Regions from separate parts of the Zea mays genome. Here region 2 is linked to region 1. A link is a contact called in public Hi-C data. All regions are on one chromosome and are shown on one strand. Each heading gives the region's core, a stretch centred on a gene start, on an enhancer-like site or on the middle of the called end of the contact. The rest is flanking DNA. Distances are from core to core; before and after follow the strand shown.

Region 1 (3,131 bases), core at 265-2,764:
TATCTTTCTCGAAGGAACCACTCGCACTCGCCCAGAGGAGCCTCTTAGCAACCACTCCAGATCCTTGCTCTGATTGTATAGAACAAACAGAAAGACTACATCATAAATTTTCAATCCCGCCACGACGAAGCTTATGATAGATAGATAAGATACCCATTGTTGAACCCCAAAACCCAATCACTGTTCTCTTGACACAAAGGCGATATCGCCAATCTGTAATTCACGCAGTACAGCAGCATAAGATTGGGGATCTCTTAGATCAGACTGGAGGACCTACGCCATGAAACGCGGGGCGGCGGGATCGCTGGAGAAAGCACCGAGACGCGGTCCGCCCCCGGCTGCCGGCGACAGGCCAACGAGTGGACGCCGGGTAGGTGGGAACGCTTCAGGACGGATGTGGCGGTGAGAGCGGGGGCAGGGGCCATTTGACCTCGAGGAGCGGGCAATGGCTGCAGGCAGCGGGCCAGCAGCTGAGGAAGGGAGAAGCGAGACGCACGTCTCGGTAGTTCGTCAGGCGACCTACTCCGCAGAGATTGTTGGGAAGCTTGAACCGACGGACAGGGACGGAATGGAAGAAATTAGTCTGGAGATTATACAACGGATTGTCACCTTCTGATTTGGTGCCATCTGGCTAATTTAATCTCGAAACGTTTTTATATTTTCTAACCATGTGGATCAGTAATCTAGCACAACTCCAGAAATCAACACTGGCTACCAGTACCAAATGGTGGAAAGAGGCTTAACACTTCAAAGGTCTCGCTCACAAAAATATCAAATCTAAATGTCTTAAAGAAAGTAACTCTATAAACTATTACCTCCGTTTCTCTAATATTTGTTGTCTGCTATTTTATTTTTAACTAAAACGCAACAAATAAACAAAAAAAACGAAGAGAGTGGTATTTAGCAAGTTGTTGCTAAATACATATTAGAAAAATATTAGCTTCCTACTATTCTCAATTTTTAGGTTATTAAATATTTTTAGATTATGATATCCAAATTTTCTATTTATTACTTACAACTTTAAATTTAGTTTGATGTACAATAAAGTTCAATAATCATCATTCTTACTATTTTCATTCTATATGAATCACATCCAATCAATTTCTTCTTTTTTTGATAGATCATCTCAAGACTTGTTATTTGAACGAGGATAGTAAATTCATCTATTCAACGGCTCAAATCATTTAAAATGTATCGTACAGGCACAAACTTGGACAAGTGATTTTATAGTATGATTGACACACAAAATAAATATGTTATTGGAGGTGCAAAATGTCTCTCTAAGTTTAGAAACTAAATAGAAATATTTATGAAGTTAATATAGTTAAGGACCTCATTAAGAAACGGTTGGAGAAAGATTTTTTGTTAATGGTACCTCAAAAACAATTTTAAGAGTTTTTTGGAATTAGTGGAGATGCTCTTGGTTGGTAAAACTTGGACGACGTTTTTTTTAAAAGAGAACATAAATACATTTTTTATTTTATTGAAGTTTCCCTAATAGAGGAGGGAATCGTGAAACACTTGTGTCCTTTGAAGTCGGTCACGAACCGCTCCCGGGCTCGGGCACGTGCGCACGCGCCGCACTAGGGTTTCCGCAGCATACCTACAAGTACTCGAAACCCCGTCTCTCTCCCCCTCTTTTCCGGCTGCGCCTTCCCCTCGCAGCCGCCAGCCCTCAACGTTCCTACCAGCTGCCACCGCCTGTTACCCGTGATGTCTCCCGCCCTTGCCGCTGGCGTGGAGCCCATGGCCGTCGACGATTCCGCCTCCAAGAAGGCCAAGCGCAAGCAGCTCAAGGCCGCCGCCGCCGCCGCGGAGGCAGAGGCGGAGGCCGCTTCGGTCAAGAAGAAAGAGAAGAAAGAGAAGAAGCGAAAGGTGAAGGAGCCGTCCCCTCCGCTCCCATCGGCCGCGTCCTCTGATGAGGAAGAGAAAAGCAGCACCAGCTCCGAGGAGACAGCACCCGCGGCGAAAAAAGCGAAGGAGAAGACGAAGAAGAATGTTGATGTCTCGTCTTCAGCCTCAGATGACGATGGCGAGATCACAGCCAGCAGCGATGAGGACCCCGCGGACCCGAACGCGCTGACGAACTTCAGGATATCGGAGTCGCTGAGGCAGAGCCTCAGGTCCAAGGGGATCAAGTCACTGTTCCCCATTCAGGCCACCACTTTCGATCTCGTACTCGATGGCAGCGACTTGGTTGGCCGAGCGCGCACCGGTCAGGTGAGAAGCCGTTCCGAATTGTGATTCATTTTGTTGATTTACAAGGAGTACTCATTATTTGGCACGTATAACTCTTTGAATTACTAGACTGTGTTCCTGCTCATACACTTGACACTTGAATACAATGGTTGATGAGCGTTATGGAGACTTTTCTGTATCTGTATGAATTAGAGTAGAATTAGGACACCTGTTGGTTTTCAACAACAGGTGTCCATATTGTTTCTGTTTCAACAGTATTAATGCATATAAGGTAGCGTGAAGGTGAATCGGTGTTTATGTCAGACAGCTAACCCTTCTATTCAGTATAGAATTATGATTATGTAGTGCTGGATAAAAAATATGTGCAAAAAATCGCCTGAATTTCTCATTAAGATATACTTGACAAGTGGTGGCATGAGGAACGCCATTACTCTTTTATAATACGTCTATCTGAAAACCTCTGTGACAAGTGTTGTTTCCTATAGGGAAAAACTTTGGCTTTTGTCTTGCCCATATTGGAGTCTTTGGTTAATGGGGCAAACAAGGCATCTAGACGGACTGAACATGGCAGGACCCCAAGTGTTCTCGTTCTACTACCAACAAGAGAGCTGGCCAATCAGGTAAAAAACTTTTACCCTTATCTGATTCAAGAATTGGATTCTTTTGCACATGAGTTTTTGACATAAGTGCATCAATAAAATGAATTTCAGGTGCACGCTGACTTTGAGTTTTATGGTGCAACATTTGGGCTCTCTGCATGTTGTGTGTATGGGGGATCACCTTATCGTCCTCAAGAAATGGCATTGAGAAGAGGTGTGGATATTGTTGTTGGAACTCCTGGTCGTGTCAAGGTGTTTGTCTTATCTTTGCATCTCCAGCTCATTGCATCATGTGCTCATTTCTGCAGTTTTTTATGTATGCTACATCACTTG
Region 2 (2,700 bases), core at 157-2,656, 200 kb after region 1:
ACACTGGACACACAGACGTGGCCAAGATGACAGGTTCTTGGCTTGGGGTTGACCGACGATGACGTTGGTCTTTTAAGGGGGAGGATTGTGATATCTTGGCCCAGGTGGATTGTGTGATATACTGGTCTAAGGCTTAATAGAAATTAATAATAGAATTAATAGAGTATTTATACCAACAAGGTGTATCTTCTTTTTAGAAATCCTACCTAAAAAACTCTTGGTTAAGTGTGCTTGGCACAGAGCAATCTTGGGATGGTTGACCGACCGGGAAGTCTTCTCGAGCGCATGAATGAGGAGAATGCGCACAAGAGACTTGTGTTGATCTATGTGGATGATCTATGATTCTAGAGGGCTGCTAGGAGTAAATACCATCAGTCCGGAGTGGACAAGGTGTTACATAGTGACACTAGATCGGTCCGGTGCACCACTAGACCTTGCGACATCAGCTGCCACATCATGTAGCTATTGGAGTAAGTGTTGGTGCATAAACTAGTTGTTGTACTCGACAGGTCCGATGCACACCAGATAGATTCGATGTGTTAGACACTCTTGCTCTTCAAGAACAGACCTCTCTACGTAGATTCGATGTGTTAGGCACTCTTGCTCTTCAAGAACAGACCTCTCTATGTAAGTGACCTGCTGCCCTATATTTTTTGATAAAATTTATAAAATAGAGCACTGTTAGAGTTGGTTTTTTATGAGTTGAGCCAAGTATTTTAAGATATGGTATTATTTTAAGGCACTATGCCACTATCACATATGCTCTTAACATTACACTTTGCAAGGATGTCTTAACCTGCATTTCTATTTCATATTTGGCCAAATACCATGTAAGACAAATAATTCTAAGCAAGGAACATAAATTTAGAGCATGAATTTTAGGAAAAGTAAAACTAGTTTCATATTTTTGAATTAATAACGCCTTCTAAAAATAAATCAGTTTGTAGTATTTTAAATATTTTTTAAAGCAATTGGATAATATTTAAATAATTGTACAATTTATTAATAAACTCTATTTTAGTCTCTAAAACTACTGAAAAACATGATTTAAATCTTGTATGGCTGACGCGATGTCACAGAACGACTGATGTTGTTGAAATGCTCACTCAAATGTATTTCTCTTATGTCATAAATTCGATTTTCCAATTAAAGGAAGAAACTTGAACTTTTGCAATTGTTAAATTCGATTTTCCAATCAAAAGAAGCAAATTGAACTTTTGTAATTGTTATGGAAGTTCACGTTAGCCAAAAGCCCAAAACACGTTTGAAAAACTATTCACAAAGGTAAATTAGACGATTTATTTTTAAAACATCGAAATATTCGGTTTCCATTTAAAAAGAAGCAGATTAACCTTTCGTAACAGTGGAGGAGGGAGTTCATATATTGCACGGTAGTTTTTGCCTAGATAGAGTAGATTAGTGGGGGAACTGGGCGTAACCGTAATATTCACCCTGCGCCCCTCCCTCTTGTTCTCCGGTTCCCCGCGGCATACTCTTTCCTGCGCTCTCTCTCTCGGTTCTGCCGTGTCCCTCGCGTGCGCTCTGTCTCCGGTGGCGCCGCCTCCGCCGCCTCCGTCGCCCTGCGCCAGGTACCCAGACCAGACGAGCACCCTCCAGGTGCCCCACCCCTTCTCTTCCGTTCCTGCTGTGCGGAACGGAGCACCCAAACCCAACCTATGTGCGTTCGGATCTGATCTGATCCAGTTGCAAGTGTACTAATAATATACATGTATTATGCACACAAACTTTTTTCTTCTTTTTTTCTTTTTAAAATTGGGTGTACATATGTACATCCATGTCCTTTACTCGGTCCGCCCTCTATTAAGAGGTTCTCGTCAATTGTGGTGCTTAGATTAGATTGCCCCCCGCTTTTGAGACATTCTCTGGCTAGGATTAGGTTGTTGACAGTGAGTCGATGGGTCATTGGTGTTTGCTTATCTGATAGTTGTGCTGTACATGTAATTTATTCATCTTAGTTTGGTTCAGGAGTGTAAATGCTCCGTCTTCAGTGTTTACCCCTTGATGAATCACTGGATGAAACCCCGTTTCTGTCTCTTACGGGCAATTCTTTTGTGCTGGGCCTTGCTATGTAATCAAGTGTCGTTTGTCTGATGTGTATGTGATTGCATCATTTTGCGGTTACCTTGGTTGCTGAAATTGTTTCTTGAAAAAATGACAGATCAGATTCGTGGATATGGCTGATAATGAGAAAGAAGTGGGGGAGGGAACCACCCCCCGAGGGGCGGACTGGGAAGTTGTGACTCTCACAGCATCTGCCTATGAAGCGGCGCCAGGACCTGTCAGGACAGAAGTAAAGCCTGTTAATGAAAATCAAGAGCATAGTTCATCCAATGCACTGCTCATGTCTGACCACTTTGTGTTTCCGCCGAGTGAGCACGAGAACCTGCCAATACAAACCAGTTTCGATGAGATACAGCCTGAGAAGGATGTGCAGAAACCTAGTACCACTGTGGAGGATTATAGTATTAAGAATGTTGTTGGGTCTGAGAGAGTTCAGTTTGATGATGAAGGGAAAGACCTCTCAGATGATGATGTGGAGATGAGAGATGACACACCTGGGTACGGTTCATCCCACACTGAAGATGATGCACATGGTTTTGTTGTTCTCGATGATGGTGTTGAGTCCGGTGAAGATTTTGATGAAAAATCAGGCCACCCTTCAGATCCTGCAGACAGCAG

What was found. Hi-C and Micro-C count contacts between places; a contact is called where the count stands out from the background.
Region 2: a Hi-C map of leaf mesophyll shows a contact between it and region 1, with 3 times the contacts expected there. The contact joins the promoter of LOC100276356 here to the promoter of LOC103633047 in region 1. A contact is called at or near these places in 11 of 25 Hi-C or Micro-C datasets (bundle sheath, endosperm, leaf and 3 more) and 1 of 3 datasets of contacts at active chromatin or transcription factors (seedling).

The regions. Positions count from the first base shown.
Region 1 is chr7:146,783,836-146,786,966 of Zm-B73-REFERENCE-NAM-5.0, forward strand. LOC103633047 (DEAD-box ATP-dependent RNA helicase 7) reads left to right here and starts at 1,515. Exons shown (of 14, transcript XM_008654731.2): 1 at 1,515-2,220; 2 at 2,685-2,819; 3 at 2,910-3,050. The coding sequence starts at 1,714. LOC100303815 (bile acid sodium symporter) reads right to left here and starts at 553. Exons shown (of 8, transcript NM_001165445.1): 1 at 278-553; 2 at 1-69. The coding sequence starts at 425.
Region 2 is chr7:146,979,621-146,982,320 of Zm-B73-REFERENCE-NAM-5.0, forward strand. It overlaps LOC100276356, which reads left to right and starts at 1,407. Exons shown (of 3, transcript NM_001150163.1): 1 at 1,407-1,589; 2 at 2,180-2,700. The coding sequence starts at 2,195.